Linked DNA regions of Mus musculus: regions 1, 2, 3 and 4 are each linked to region 5. A link is a contact called in public HiChIP or PLAC-seq and promoter capture Hi-C data. All regions are on one chromosome and are shown on one strand. Each heading gives the region's core, a stretch centred on a gene start, on an enhancer-like site or on the middle of the called end of the contact. The rest is flanking DNA. Distances are from core to core; before and after follow the strand shown.

Region 1 (2,880 bases), core at 26-2,525, 1.4 Mb after region 5:
GAAGAGTGTTCTTAACCGCTGAGCCATCTTTCCAGCCCCCCCCTTTTTTTTTTTACAAAAATAAATCTTAAAAATAAATGTACATCACAATTAAGTAGATACCCATACACACCACTCCCTTGGTGTTGGAATCACCCCTAATCACCACATTAACAAACAGCTGCTGTTTACTAAGCATTTGGTATTTATGAATATCAGCAACTGTTCTAAGAGCTCTACAGCATAGTATTAAAAATAAAACCCAGCTATAAAAATAAAGCCCGATCTCCTTGGAGGGAGGGTTGTCGTCCTGTCCCCCCCCCCCAAAAAAAAAAACACTGAAAAGCGGATACGTATGTACGTACAGGCACTGGGTGGTGTAAGGAGTCAGGCTCTGTTTCTAAGAACCAGACATTTAAAAATAACAAATGTTCTGATCCACTAAAAAATTAAAGTGCCTTTCACAGATCCAAGAGGTAAGATTGACCCCCCCTGACCTTACCTTTTAAACAGGCAACAGCGATTTATCCCTCCCCTTCCTGTGAGCACTTAAAGGCAGGCTGGAGTAGGAGCGAATGTTAACGTCCAAACTTTTCTCGGAGCCTTGTCCAGCCTAGTTAAATCAAAGCACAAGACACAACCAATCGGTCACCACCACCCATCACTCACACCCGGGAGCGAGTTCAGCTGTCCTGCCCTGGTACCTAAGAAAGGCCAGGGCGGCAGATGGCCAGGAAGTTTACAATAGCTCCCTAGGTGGATCGCACACAGCCTGTCCAGCGAGTGACTGTATCTGAGCACGTGTGGCGTGTTGGGGGTAACCCCAGGGAACCAGCCAAGGGTGTGTGTGTTGGGGATCGGGGACCATCTTTCAGACCCCTCTCAAGACCCGGAGCTCTTTGCTTTGTTTACTGGGAGTCTTGTGTGTTGCTCAGGTGAATGGCTGGGGAACCATTCCTCTTTGGGACTGATGTGGCTACACCGCAGCCGAGCCTGGGGCCAGAATCACACACACCAGGACCTCGGCAACCTCGCTCACACAACCGCTCTGCACCCCATTCACTCGCACAAATGCCATCACGCCGTGGCTTCCGGGCCGCACTCAGTCGCGGTGGCTGCCACCCCGACGCCCTGCCACGCCCAGCAGGCACAGCTCGCCACTGTGGTCCCCACGCAGCAAGCCGAGGCGCGGACCCAGTATGAGGGGCGCGGGGCCTCCCTGTCCCCGCCCTTACCCCCTGCTCCCTGCAGCACCTTCACTAAGTTCACGGAACTGGGACCCAGGCTCGGCTCAGTTGCCCCGCCCCACGCGCTGAGGTGACAGTGGCTGCATCTCCAGACCCCCGAGAGCCTACAGGGCGTTGCGCGGGGACTGCTGGGAGGGACAGCCGCACGCACCGCGTGCGCATGCGCCACACTCACTGTGTGCTCCGTTTGGGACCAGGACAGGGAGAGGAGCAGAACCTCAACTCTGATTAAGTATTTGAGGAAAATCGGATTTTCGTTTGGAGATTTGTGCATTTGATATAGTCATGTTTGTTGTGGAGGTGACTGCAAATGACTACGTCTTAGAATAAGATTTTAAAGGACATTCCTATCATGTAGTTTGCTTTTACCCAGGTTCTTAAGATTTTCTTCTTTCTTAACCAGGATTTTTTTTTTTTTTTTGGAGAGACAGGGTTTCTCTGTGTAGTCCTGGTTGTCCTGGAACTCACTCAGTAGACGAGGCTGGCCTTGAACTCAGAAATCCTCCTGCCTCTGCCTTCCAAATGCTGGGATTAAAGTGCTGGATCATCAACTTAAATACCTTTCGTTCCTATATTTTTAAATTGCCAGAAAATAAATAATAAAATGGTTGAGCTGGTATGTGCCTATATTCTTATCACTTTGAAGGCAGAAGAATCACTCAAAAGTTTGAGGCCAGCCTGAGTTACATAGTGAGTTCCAAGCCAGCCAGGGCTATATAAGACCTGGTCTCAAGTATATAAAGTAAACGTGATGGTTAAATTTCTGATTAATTGATCATCTATAATTATATTCTCTAATGCTACAGCTTGTGGAAAGTTAAGCCTTTCAGTAAATAGGGATAACAATGAATACTAAGCAGTGACTAACGAAGGCACAGCCCTACCCTGATAAAACAATGAGTCAGGTGGTAGAATCACTCCCACATGGAACATGCTATATAGCACATAAACATGATTAATTAAAAAAAAAAAAAAAAAAAACTCGGGGGCTGGTGAGATGGCTCAGTGGGTAAGAGCACCCGACTGCTCTTCCGAAGGTCCGAAGTTCAAATCCCAGCAACCACATGGTGGCTCACAACCATCTGTAATGATCGACTCCCTCTTCTGGAGTGTCTGAAGACAGCTCAGTGTACTTATATACAATAAAAATAAATAAATCTTTAAAATAAATAGATAAATAAATAATTCTTAAAAAAAAAAAAAAACTGATCTCAGGCAGAACTTGCCATCTCATGAAATAAACTACTGATTATGATTACTCTTGGGGAAAATAAGGTCAAAAGGTGTTGTTGTCTTATTTATGTTTAAATCTTCCATGAGAAAACACACCTGTTTTATTTCTAGTTTTAAAATTAATAACTTTCAAGCCAGAGAGATGGCGCAGTGGAGTTTGCTGTGCATTCTCTGGGAACCACATGGGAGAAGGAGAGAACCAATTTCCCCTGTGACCTCTACACCAGGGATGCTGTACAAACTAAAACTTAAAATAATCAAATGTGGCCGGGCATGGTGGCGCACACCTTTAATCCCAGCACGTGGGAGGCAGAGGCAGGCCGATTTCTGAGTTCGAGGCCAGCCTTGTCTACAAAGTGAGTTCCAGGACAGCCAGGGCTATACAGAGAAACCCTGTCTCGAAACAAACAAACAAACAAAC
Region 2 (2,700 bases), core at 155-2,654, 1.6 Mb after region 5:
ACCCTGGCCAGATGTTAGCTCCACTCCCTAAAGTTCCGTCTTTTCCATCTCTTCTACCCAGGCAGGCTTGCTGTAATACCATTCCTGAGTAAAGCCTCCCTAACAGCCAGAGTCCCGGGATAGGCCATTCCCTTTAACCTCTGTATTAGAGCCTGACCCCAGCAGTGCACCCCCAGATTAGCTCTGCGTAAGTATCCCTAGGACTGCCCATGTCTGTCCCAGCCCCTCAGATGCCAGCTGAAGCTCCCACAATGTAGTAGCCCTTTATGTCTTAAAATGCAGCATAGGCCCTGTCTCCTCCCAAAGAACTGGACACACACACACACACACACACACACACACACACACACACACGGCGGGCCAATAGTCTTGTCCCCAGAACCTATAGATTACCACTCCTGAGGGCCTGCTGACCCTTGTCCCCTGACCAGCTACGGATGCCCGCTGACTTTTCACACACTCCCAAACTCTGGATATCCATTTACCATTATCAACTGATTCCCGCAGCCCAGGCCTCCTCAACGGCCCATCACCTCGCTGCTGGTGGAACCACGGAGCCTGCTGGTGCTCCGGGGCACAGCTTACACACGCCTGCTCCACGGCATCTCAGCTACCCGTGTGGATGAGCTGGACGCCACCTCGCTGCCACCCAATGCCACCGCTTGCAAGTCAGCGCTGCCCGGAGCCCACCTGGTGCGCGGCACCCGTGTCTCACTGACCATTCGCCGCGTGCCCCGTGTGCTGCGCGCCAGCCTCCTGCTGAGCAAGTGACCACCAGGTTCTAAGACCTTGGAACCCTAGGGCAGAGGTAGCTGTCCAGGGTTATTTATTTCCCCAGTAACTATGGAAACCATGGAGAAGACACCATTCCAAATAAACAGAAAATACCTTTACTCGTTTTGGATTTTTTTTTTTTTAACTAGATGGGAAGAGATACTTCAGTTTCTTTCTCTCTGCCCCCCCCTCCCCCTTCAATACTGGAGATAGAACCTAGGGCTTCTTGGATGCTAGACAAATGCTGTACCACTAAACTACAACCCAGGCAACAATTGCATTATTTTTTAGTTTTGCAATAGGGCTTCCATAAGTTGCCTAGGCTGGCCTTGAACTTGAGACCAGCTTGCCTGAGGTGACAGGCTTTAGCTGCCAGGTGCTGGGACTTTTTTTCAGTATCCTTATACCTGAGACTTTAAATGAATGGGACGGGCCCTGAGACACAGGTGTCCCTGAAGGTGACAGGATCCAAGGTCTTGAGATGGGTGACGTTTTCTCTCAAAGCCCCACGATGGCGAGCGGGTGGTATTGGAAGGTTTAGGTTCTCCTGCTGGGGAGGAAGGAGTTAAATGCCTCCGCACCTCAGCCAGGCATCAGATTTCTCTAGTCCAGGTTCTTCCAGGAAGGGGTGGAGCTAGGCTGGCCCCTGGGCCCCTCAGTAGCCTCGGACTTAGGCTGTGAGTCCTGCTGAGAAAGCATGGGGGTCTGGACTGTCTAAGAAAGCGGCTGCTGTTACTGGACATCCTCACCTGACGATCCCCAAGTGCACGGCCATGGCCCTGGTTCCACCTCTTGGCCGTGAATTCCCGCCAGAGCCTGTGAATTGTCCCCTGGCAGCTCCTAGAGAGCTGGATGTTGTCGGAGGGACCATCTGCCCTGCACCTGAGGAAGAGACAAGCAGGTGGGGACTGGGGCTTGATAGTGGTTCCGAAGGAGGGAGGGAGGGAGGGAGGGGTCTGTGGGAAGGGCCATGTGTGACTGACTGAAGAAGGACATGGAGAAAAGTGGGCATATGGTGAGGTGGAAAAGGAGACACTGTGCCTCACAGGTGGCCCATCAACCTTTCTCCTCTCTAGGCCAGAGCAGGTCCAGGCCTCCTTGGGCCTGCCTGAGCATTGCATGGGTGAACTGAAGAGCACTGAGTCTGCCACCAGCCCCTCAAGACTCCCCCTGGCCTCTTCCCATGAGCATCAAGACGGGGGCAAGCCCTGTGAGGTGAGCTGAGCACACCCTCTGTTCCAGTCCCACTTCCTGTCTGTCCCCCGGAATCTGCCCCTTGCTCAGATGATATGATTCTGGGGGGTGCTGTGGAGGAAGGGACACCGTAAGGACATCTGGTTGCCAATCAGTATTTCACTTATTTTTAATCGTTTTGTGTATTTACTCTGTGTGCCTAAGTGTGAGCAGGGATACAGGCACATCATGCGTGCCGGTGCCAGTGTCTCTCAGTCACTTTCCACTATGTGACAGAGTCTCCCATTGAACCTGGCTAGGGTGGCTGGTGAGTGAGCGCCACGAATCTGCCTCCAGTCACTGACCAGCCGGTGCCACATGCTTGGTTCTTTGAGCACTTGCTTGTACAGCAAACATTTTATCAACTGAGCCATCTCCCCGGTTCCCCCGACCTCCTTATTTGAGATATGCTTTCACTGTGTAGCTCAGGCTGCCCTTGAACTTTCAGTTCTCTTGCCTCAGAGAACTGGAGTTACATTTTATCATCTCCAAGCTGGACATATTTCCACGTTTTACCAAGTAGGAAATGAGAATTTTATTAATAACCCCATTCCTTTTGGGGGTACTCTGCTCCATTATCCTTCCTAGTTTAGACCCATATAAAGACCTTTCTAGAAGGCTCGGGAACCTGGAAATCTTAAATTAGATGTCTTCAGCCTTGGTGTAAAGGGCTGCCAAGTGGGAGCAGCCCAA
Region 3 (2,700 bases), core at 35-2,534, 1.2 Mb after region 5:
GGTTTATAACTTCAAGAGGTTGAAAACAGAAATTAATCAGGATATATATATGTGTGTGTGTGTGTTGTGTGTGTGTGTTTAAATGGTATACACTTGAAATGTGTAATTGTTGATGTCAATATGTTAACAACATCAATGGTTAAATAAGAGCCGTAAGTTACAGAACTGTATATATGATGTTACTGCTCTTTTTTTTTCTTTTTTTTAGATTTGTTTATTTTATGTGAGTACACTGTAGCCATCTTCAGACACACCAGAAGAGGGCATCAGATCCTATTAGAGATGGTTATGAGCCACCATGTGGTTGCTGGGAATTGAACTCAGGACCTCTGGAAGAGCAGCCGGTGCTCTTAACCACTGAGCCATTTCTCCAGCCCGTTACTGCTCTTTTAAGAGGCCATGCTCTTTATATGAGCACATAAATGTACGCGTTCATGCTCACGAGTGTAAAGAAGTCAATTTGTCAGGAGCTGCATGACTGACTAGGAGAAATAAATAATTTTTAGTCTTTGGGCTTTTCTGTATCTTGCTATTTGGGAAATGGAGTTGGGCTGCAAGGCAAATGAATTTCGCCTGTCATGTACACAAGACAGTTTGTCAATACAGGAAAATAGTCAAGTCCTGGAGATACTGATGCTTCATATAAAAATATTTTCAATTATTATAAACGGCTAAAGGTAGCACTCGTTCAAACGCGGTCTTCACACATCTCCACACAATCCTACCCGCCTAACTTCCACCCACAGAGTTTTTCATTAATGCATTCATTCATTATCTCAGCCATCACATGTGCACCCACGTTCGTAAAGGCACATAAAGGATAACGAGCAAATTATAGTCACATCACGGCTGCTGCAAACCGCAGGCATCCCGTCCTCTACCCACACCCGCGACCGCTCTACAGGGCCCTGGCTTCCACCCAGCACAAAGAGTCCTGGCCTCCAGCTCACGGCTTCCGGGACTCAACGCTGAGCCGGGCCACGGGTCTCGATCCCCCAACCCGACGCCGCCCAAGGCTCACAGCCTCCGGGCTACGGCCTGGTGCTGCTAGGCTGGGAAAGAAGACCCACAAACCTGGGTCCGCTAGGCGCAGGGTAGCACTTCCCAGAGGGCCGCGCGGCTCGCCGGGCGGGTCTGGCCTTCGGCGTGCGAGTCAGGAGAGTGGCCAAGGCTCGGGTAAGGGCGCGGCGCTGCGGCAGGGGGACCGGCTTGAGCCTGGGCGGGTTTTGTAGCAGCGGCTACCCCGCGGCCTGGCATTCACAGCCTGGGGGTGCAACTTGCAACTGAGAAGAATCCGAAAGGATCCCTTGCGTTCTTGCTTTGAACTACATTTCCCAGAGCCCTTCGCGGCCCGAGACCTGTGCTCACCCAAATGAAAAACTGGCCCTCGGCTATGAGACTTTCAGGGTTAGGGAGTCTGAGCCAGGAAGAGAGCACGGCTGAGTTTGTTTAGTTCCCTTGGATCAGGGCTCTCTCCCGAGATTGTCTACCTCTTTATGATGGGGATGGTCCTCCGGAGTCACAAACTCTTGGTAGCAGGCAGAAGGAGGAGTTACGTGAATACGTGTGTGTGAGAACTAGACTATGGGGTCAGGGTGTGGAGTTTATAGAGTTAAGAGACCTTGAAGTTCAGTGACATTTAAAACTGTGTGAATTTGCAACCACTTTTGTAATCATGGCTGGGTGTTCTCTTGCAGCGTTTCATTGCTATCTTCCAATTTTGTCAGAAACATGCTTTTGTCTATACTTCGTAGACTCCTTGTTCTGACCGACAGTGTTACTGGACTGTTAACGTAGGATTGTAAACACCATTGCTGAGCAATGTCTACATACTAACTAGATCCTAAGGAAACGGAGCCATTTACTAGTCAACTAGACCCTTGTACCAGTTAGCCGTTCTCTCTCCATCAAAACAAAACAATCACCACTGGGGAGGGGGACGTTATTAGATATACGTTTTTACAAATACTTTCCACCCTTGCTGTAGGAGTAATTTGTCCTTTTATTGTCCTGATAATACTCTTTAGTGAACAAGGGTTTTTTGTTGTTGTTGTTGTTTGTTTGTTTGTTTTAAAGGTTTATTTATTTCTACTTGACGTGTTTTGAGTATTTTGTCTGCAGTTCATGCATGCAATACACAGAGAGACCAGAAGGGGGCATCCGATTCCCCGAAACTGGAGTGGCCTGTGCTTGTGAACCACTCCCTGAGAGTTCTGGGAATGAAACATGGGTCCTCTTCAAGAGCAACAAGTACTCTTGATGCCTAATCTGTCTCTCAGCCCCTGCTTTAGATAGATAGTATAGTGTACATAGTTCCTTTATCATAGTATTTAAGCAACATTATTTTATTTCACACAGAATATAGAACTCTAAGCAATAGTTTGTTTCTCTTTTCCTTTCATAATATTGTTGCTGTCAAATAAACTTCTTGAATTTGCCATCGCTTGACATGTAGCCCAAACTGGCCTCAAGCTCAGATAAATCGCCCAGCTTCTGTTTGACAGGCCCACCCCCATCCTAACTTTTATTTTCTGTCTATCCCAGCACCACAGATAGCTTCTCCCATACAGTGTTGGTTCCTAATCAGACACCACAGAGAATTCCATACACAAACACATATCCATGATTCTAACCCTTCAACGTTTGTCCGACTCAATCTGACACTCTCCACAAATCTACCACAGCACATTTAAACATCAC
Region 4 (2,700 bases), core at 23-2,522, 1.1 Mb after region 5:
AATTTGGAAGAGCCTTGAGGTTTCTTCTGGATGGACGCAAGCCACTGCTATGGCTGATTCGTGAATATTGCTTACAAGTGAGTCGAGCTACCACTGCTGATTCCTGTGAATTGAACTGCCTGCTGCTATCCTGACAACAAAGACTGGGATTGCCCCAAAGAACTATTTCTAAACAGCCCACATCCTCCTCTGCCCTATTAACCTTTCCTTTCCACTGCCTCTGGTGGGTGGTAGGCTAGAAGGGAGGTTAAAGCATTTAAGCACACTTAAGTTGGTTTTGAAAAATACAAGCTTACTGGAAAAAAAAATATATATATATATATGAATGAGAGAGACAGAGTCTTTCTGTGTAACCCTGAGTATCCTAGACTTTGTTCTATAGACCAGACTGGCCTCAAATTCAGAGATTCACCTAACTCTGCCTCTGGGAGGAAAAAATACTTTTGTTTTTTCAAGACAGAGTTTCTCTGTATTGCCCTGGCTCTCCTAGAACTTGCTCTGTAGACCAGACTGGCCTTGAATTTAGAGATCTGCTGGCCTCTGCCTCCCAAGTGTTAGGATCAAAGGAGTGTGTCAGCCCTGCCTGGCTGAAAAAAAGAAAAAAACACTTTTAATTAGAGGCTTGCAGACAGTTTCAGAGGGTGAGTCTGTGGTCAACATGGTAGGAAATATGGCATCAGGCAGGCTCTGCCCTAGAGCAAGTAGGTGAGAACTCACATCTGATTCTAAGGCCTCACTTGGGCTTGAACCCTCAAAGCCCACCTACAGAGGTACACCCCTGCAACAAGGCCACATCTCCTAACTGAGAACCAACATCCAAATATATGAGCCTGTGGGGGCCATTCTCCTTCAAACCAATGAAGTGGAAACTTAAGGGTTCTTTGAAAGTCGTTTGGAAGTGGATACAGGTGAAAGATAACACAGATCATCATGAGCAACTAGTCAATTATTCCAGAAATATGTAGTGACCCTTCACAAACAAACTACAGTGGCTGAATCTCTGTTGAGCAACCCCACATGTGGTATAAAATCTCATTACCACAGGTATAAATCACCTCACAAATATTGCGATTGGGGGGAGAGAGGGAGGAAAGAGGAGCGGTTTGGAAGGAGAGAGGGGGAAGGGAGGGGAGAGGTGGAAGGGAAAGAGGGAGGGGTGAGAGAGAAGGTGGAGGGGAGGGAGGGGGGGGCAGGCATTGGCCCCAGCCATTGGACTACATTTCCCAGAGCCACCGGGAGCAGAACGCCGTTTCCGTTTCCTGGCGAGAGTTCGGGGTACTTGCGTCACGAGAGGGTTGTGTCTGGAGGATCTCCTAAGCATCCCATAGAGCAGGCTGCCTGTAGTGGAGCCCGGCGCAGGAGGCGGGACCCTGAGCTTCCCTCGGAGGTGAGCGTGCTGAGGAACGTCTGGAGGACGTGTCTGTGGCATTAGGTGGCGGTGTCTCCCGTGTATACGCCACAAGCCTGTGCTTTTGGAGCCTGTTGCGACCCTTGGTTTGTGGTTGGCGTGCTGTGTGTGAATGAGTTGTGACACACAAGGGTGTGTGTGATTGTTGCTTATCTCACTAGAGATGTTTCTGGGACTGATGGTGTCGGCCCACGTGTATGGTGGAGAAACGGTGCTGTTATAGCGAGGTATTTAGATGTTTATGTCACTCTGAGGTTGTTGATGTACCTGGTATCCTGTGCATAACTGGCTTGCCTCGGAAGACATGTGTGATAGTGTCACTGAGATTACGATTGCTTGTTTCCGTCGCCTGTGACTTTTATAGTGTTCTCCCATTTGGGTGACTGTGTGAGTGCGTGTGTATGAATGTATGCGTGTGTGTTTATGTGTGTACGTGTGTGTATGTGTGTGACTGTAGGATGCTGTGTGCTGTACTCATGATTGTAAAGAAAGTAGAAGTTCACCCTTGTAAAAGAATGTCGCTGACAGTATTTGTCCCTGACAGAATGTTTGGTTATTGTACATGCTTGGGTCCTATATACGAGTTAGTGCTCCAACGGTGTAGCTCTGACAGTGTAAATTGTGACACTAGCAATGTGACTGTGGAAATTTTCTTGTTTCTACCTGTGATCCTTCCCTGATGTGGTAGGGTACAACGGTGAAATTTTGTTGGAATTCATGGGGGGTCCCCACCATGAATCTACCAAAGGATCCTGAGTTGCTTGTGACTTTGTCTCTCCCCAATTACTCCCAGAATGTAAAGACTTAACCCCTCTGTGGGGACGGAGGAAGAGGTTGTCTCTAATTCAGAGTATATGGCAAGAACAACATAGCATCTCATTTAACTTTTTTATTCTCAAAGTACAACACAGAAGAGGAAAAATGGCCATTGTCCATCTAGAAGGGAAGTTTGAGGTAAGCAGATATTTGTCTCCTCAACAGCCTTTATCATGTCAGAAAACGATCTTTGTTTTACTTTATTGTTGTTTTTGTGACTGTCTCCTACCCAAGTCTTCTCTTATAATGGAGGAACAAGGCAATTTATTTATTCCTATTTACTTATTTTTGAGGCAGGTCTCTGCCTGGTTTGAACCTCTTTATGTAGTACACACTGGCCTTGAAATCATAAAGACCCATCGTCCTCTTCCTTCCAAGTTCTGGGTTAAAGGCATGCATTAACTCAATGGCATTTGATGTTTATATTTTGAGAGTAATGAAAATGTGTAATTTGTAATAGATGTTTTCCAATACTG
Region 5 (2,739 bases), core at 217-2,716:
AGTCTGGCTCCCTAACACGCTTATAAAAAGCAAAGTGTGGCCACATCAGTCACCACAGCCCTGACTCAGTGAAAGACAAAAGGATCCCTGGGACTTCCAGATTGTTTGAGAGACCCTGTTCCAGAAAAATAAAGTGTATGCCTAGCAAGATGGCTCAGTATATGACGGAGCCTGCCCGACACCCGAGTTCAATCCCCAGAACCCACCGCTGAAGGAAAGATGACCTCTGACCCACACACATGCAACGACACTCCCATGCATGTGTTGCACCTACACACAATAAAAACACATAAAAAAATAAATAAGTACATAGATAAATAATGAAAAGTGATTGACAAAGACCCTGGAAAAGACTGGAGAGATGGCTCAGTGGTTAAGAGCGTTGACTGTTTTTTTTACAGAGAACCTGAGTCTGGTTTCTGCAATAGCTCACAGCCATTTGTAACTCCAAGGCTCACAGCACCCCTGCCTGCCTCTGTGGATACTGCATGCATGTGGTTCACATAGGCACAGGAAGGCAAACACTCATATACATTGTCTTGGTTAGGGTTTCTATTGCTACAATGAAACACCGTTACCAAAAAACAAGTTGGGGAGGAAAGAGCTTATTTGGCTCATACTTCCACATTGCTGTTCATTATTGAAAGAAGTCAGGACAGGAACCCAGACAGAACAGGGACCTGGAGGCAGGAGATGATGCAGAAGCAGTGGAAGGTTGCTCCTTATGGCTTGCTCAGCCTGCTTTCTTATACAACCCAGGACTACCAGTCCAGGGACAGCACCGCTCATAATGGGTTGCTCCCCCCCCCCAATCAATCACTAATTGAGAAAATGCCCTACAGCTGGATCTCATGGAGACATTTTCTTAACGGAGGCCCCTTCCTCCCCGATGACTCTTAGTTGTGTCAAGTTAACACACAAAACCACCCAGTACACACACAAAATGAAAATAAATAATACATCTAAAATAATAACAATAGCTGAGAAGTACTGTTATCTGCCTTGGAGCCTATCACTCAAGAGGCAGAGGCAGGGGGATCTTTGTGAGTTTCAGGCCAGCCTGATCTACATAGTGTTCCTGGATAGCTACATAGTGGGTGGGAGATGGGTGGTGGTGGTAGTGAATATATAAGTAAATAAATAAATTTAAGGAGTCATGGGGGGGGGGCGTCGCTGATCTTCCTGGAGGGGAAGGGTTCGCTTAAGCTGAACAGCTGAGTAGCGATTGCTGCGGAGCCCGCGTGTTGAACGGTTCTGCTAAAGACGGATTCTGCTTCCAAGAACCGATCCTGTCTCTGCTTTCATTCTCTGGTTTCAAATCTGCGGTCAGAGCCACAGCTGAGCCTTTCGCTAGGGACCAAAGAATTTACCCTGACGACGGTGTTAGGAAAAGCTGCCTGGGGCGGAAGAGTGGGGCGGGGCGGGTCTCAGGGAAGGGGGCAGGGGAGGTGCCCGGGGTGTCCACCAGGGGATTGGCAGCCACGTTTCAGGGACAGGCGGCCTAGCTCGGCGGCCCTGGGCCGGGCTCACTCAGGCTGCAACGTTGCCCGGTGGCCCCGGGATCCTGAGCATAGAAGAAGACGGTCCACTAGGACCCCAGATCACGGGGCTGACTTCCCGGACCTCGGGTTACTCTTCGACTGCCTCCAGCGCCGGGTAGGGATTGGATCTTCCCCGCCAACTCAGAGCAGGCCGCCCGGTGAGCTCCCGGACAGGTACGGACCTGGGATGGGACTCGAGGGTCGTGTCCAAACCAGCGGCTGGAGCAGTCTGGAGAATGGAGGAGTCTCTCCACTGGCTCTGTGTGCCCCTCCCCGCCCCCAACCCACCCCACCCCAGGGACGCAGTCTCCAGGAGTCTGTACATCGTTTCCCAGACTCTTCCCTTATGCAGTGCACTCTTACACTGAGCTAGCTGTACACGTGCAAGTTGCAAAGCTACAAGTCCCACTGAGAAGACTTTACATTCCGTGTGTGTGTGTGTGTGTGTGTGTGTGTGTGTGTGTGTGGTTTTTCTTTTTCTTTTCTTTTGTACCTCTGACTGGCCTTGCTATGTAGCCCAGCCTGGCCTTGTACTCAGAGATCCCCCTGCCTCTTCCTCTTCAGTACTGGGACTAAACCCGTGCGCAGCCACACCCTACTATTTTTTACTAACATTTAAGATAGCATACAAAGTAGTGGGCTTCATTTCCCACGTTTCATACATACTTTGTTTTTATGGAACTAGGTCTACCGGGTCGATGGTGGCAGGAAAAAGTGCCTGCCGCCAAGCCTCCTGGTGATTCTCAAGACTCAGAGTTAAAGGCGAGAATGGAGACCCACGTGTTGTCCTCTGACCCACACACTAACACGCATACACATCAAACACTTGCGCAACAATAACATCTTACTTTTTATTTAAAATCAAATTTAAAAAAAAAAAAGAAGAAAAGGTTCTCCCAGCACCCCCTCTCGCAGCTCTACCCATGTCCCAAATAGCCAACCGAAAAGGGGGAAAAGAAATAGCCAGCCCAGACCAACATGTAGGCCCTGGGCCGCGGCTGGATCACTCTGGCTGGCAGCCCCTTTGCAGAATGCGTGCTTCAGGGTCTCAGGCTGTTTCCTGACTTAGCTACATTGATGCATTTCAGCTGTGTTTATTCCTTTCCGTGTAACGTTTGTTCTTCTGAGTTCATTTCTTCAGTTTATTCCACTCCCTGTCTTGGAAGTATAAATAACACAAATCTGATTTTAGTGGTTT

Evidence for each region. Promoter capture Hi-C pulls out the DNA fragments that hold promoters and counts their contacts. HiChIP or PLAC-seq counts read pairs in DNA pulled down with a chosen protein or histone mark. Capture Hi-C pulls out chosen DNA fragments and counts their contacts.
Region 1: a promoter capture Hi-C map of adipose tissue shows a contact between it and region 5, with 3 times the contacts expected there. The contact joins the promoter of Zfp82 here to the promoter of Fbxo17 in region 5. A contact is called at or near these places in 2 of 39 promoter capture datasets (both in liver) and 1 of 9 other capture datasets (adipose tissue).
Region 2: a promoter capture Hi-C map of liver shows a contact between it and region 5, with 3 times the contacts expected there. The contact joins the promoter of Syne4 here to the promoter of Fbxo17 in region 5. A contact is called at or near these places in 2 of 39 promoter capture datasets (cranial neural crest and liver).
Region 3: a contact with region 5 is called in an H3K27ac HiChIP or PLAC-seq map of large pre-B cells, with 3 times the contacts expected there. The contact joins the promoter of Zfp74 here to the promoter of Fbxo17 in region 5. A contact is called at or near these places in 2 of 39 promoter capture datasets (hippocampal neurons and liver) and 1 of 115 datasets of contacts at active chromatin or transcription factors (large pre-B cells).
Region 4: a promoter capture Hi-C map of cranial neural crest shows a contact between it and region 5. The contact joins the promoter of Zfp420 here to the promoter of Fbxo17 in region 5.

What each region holds. Positions count from the first base shown.
Region 1 is chr7:30,071,548-30,074,427 of GRCm38.p6, forward strand. Zfp82 (zinc finger protein 82) reads right to left here and starts at 1,276. Exons shown (of 7, transcript NM_177889.5): 1 at 1,234-1,276; 2 at 482-592.
Region 2 is chr7:30,313,412-30,316,111 of GRCm38.p6, forward strand. It overlaps Syne4 (spectrin repeat containing, nuclear envelope family member 4), which reads left to right and starts at 1,405. Exons shown (of 8, transcript NM_153577.2): 1 at 1,405-1,675; 2 at 1,851-1,989. The coding sequence starts at 1,548. Alkbh6 (alkB homolog 6) reads left to right here. Exons shown (of 7, transcript NM_198027.3): 7 at 508-892. The coding sequence ends at 771.
Region 3 is chr7:29,952,781-29,955,480 of GRCm38.p6, forward strand. It overlaps Zfp74 (zinc finger protein 74), which reads right to left and starts at 1,285. Exons shown (of 6, transcript NM_178384.4): 1 at 1,075-1,285. It overlaps C230062I16Rik (a long non-coding RNA gene), which reads left to right. Exons shown (of 4, transcript XR_003946630.1): 1 at 1-1,176.
Region 4 is chr7:29,858,707-29,861,406 of GRCm38.p6, forward strand. Zfp420 (zinc finger protein 420) reads left to right here and starts at 1,273. Exons shown (of 4, transcript NM_172740.2): 1 at 1,273-1,387; 2 at 2,310-2,362.
Region 5 is chr7:28,715,324-28,718,062 of GRCm38.p6, forward strand. Fbxo17 (F-box protein 17) reads left to right here and starts at 1,467. Exons shown (of 7, transcript NM_015796.2): 1 at 1,467-1,715.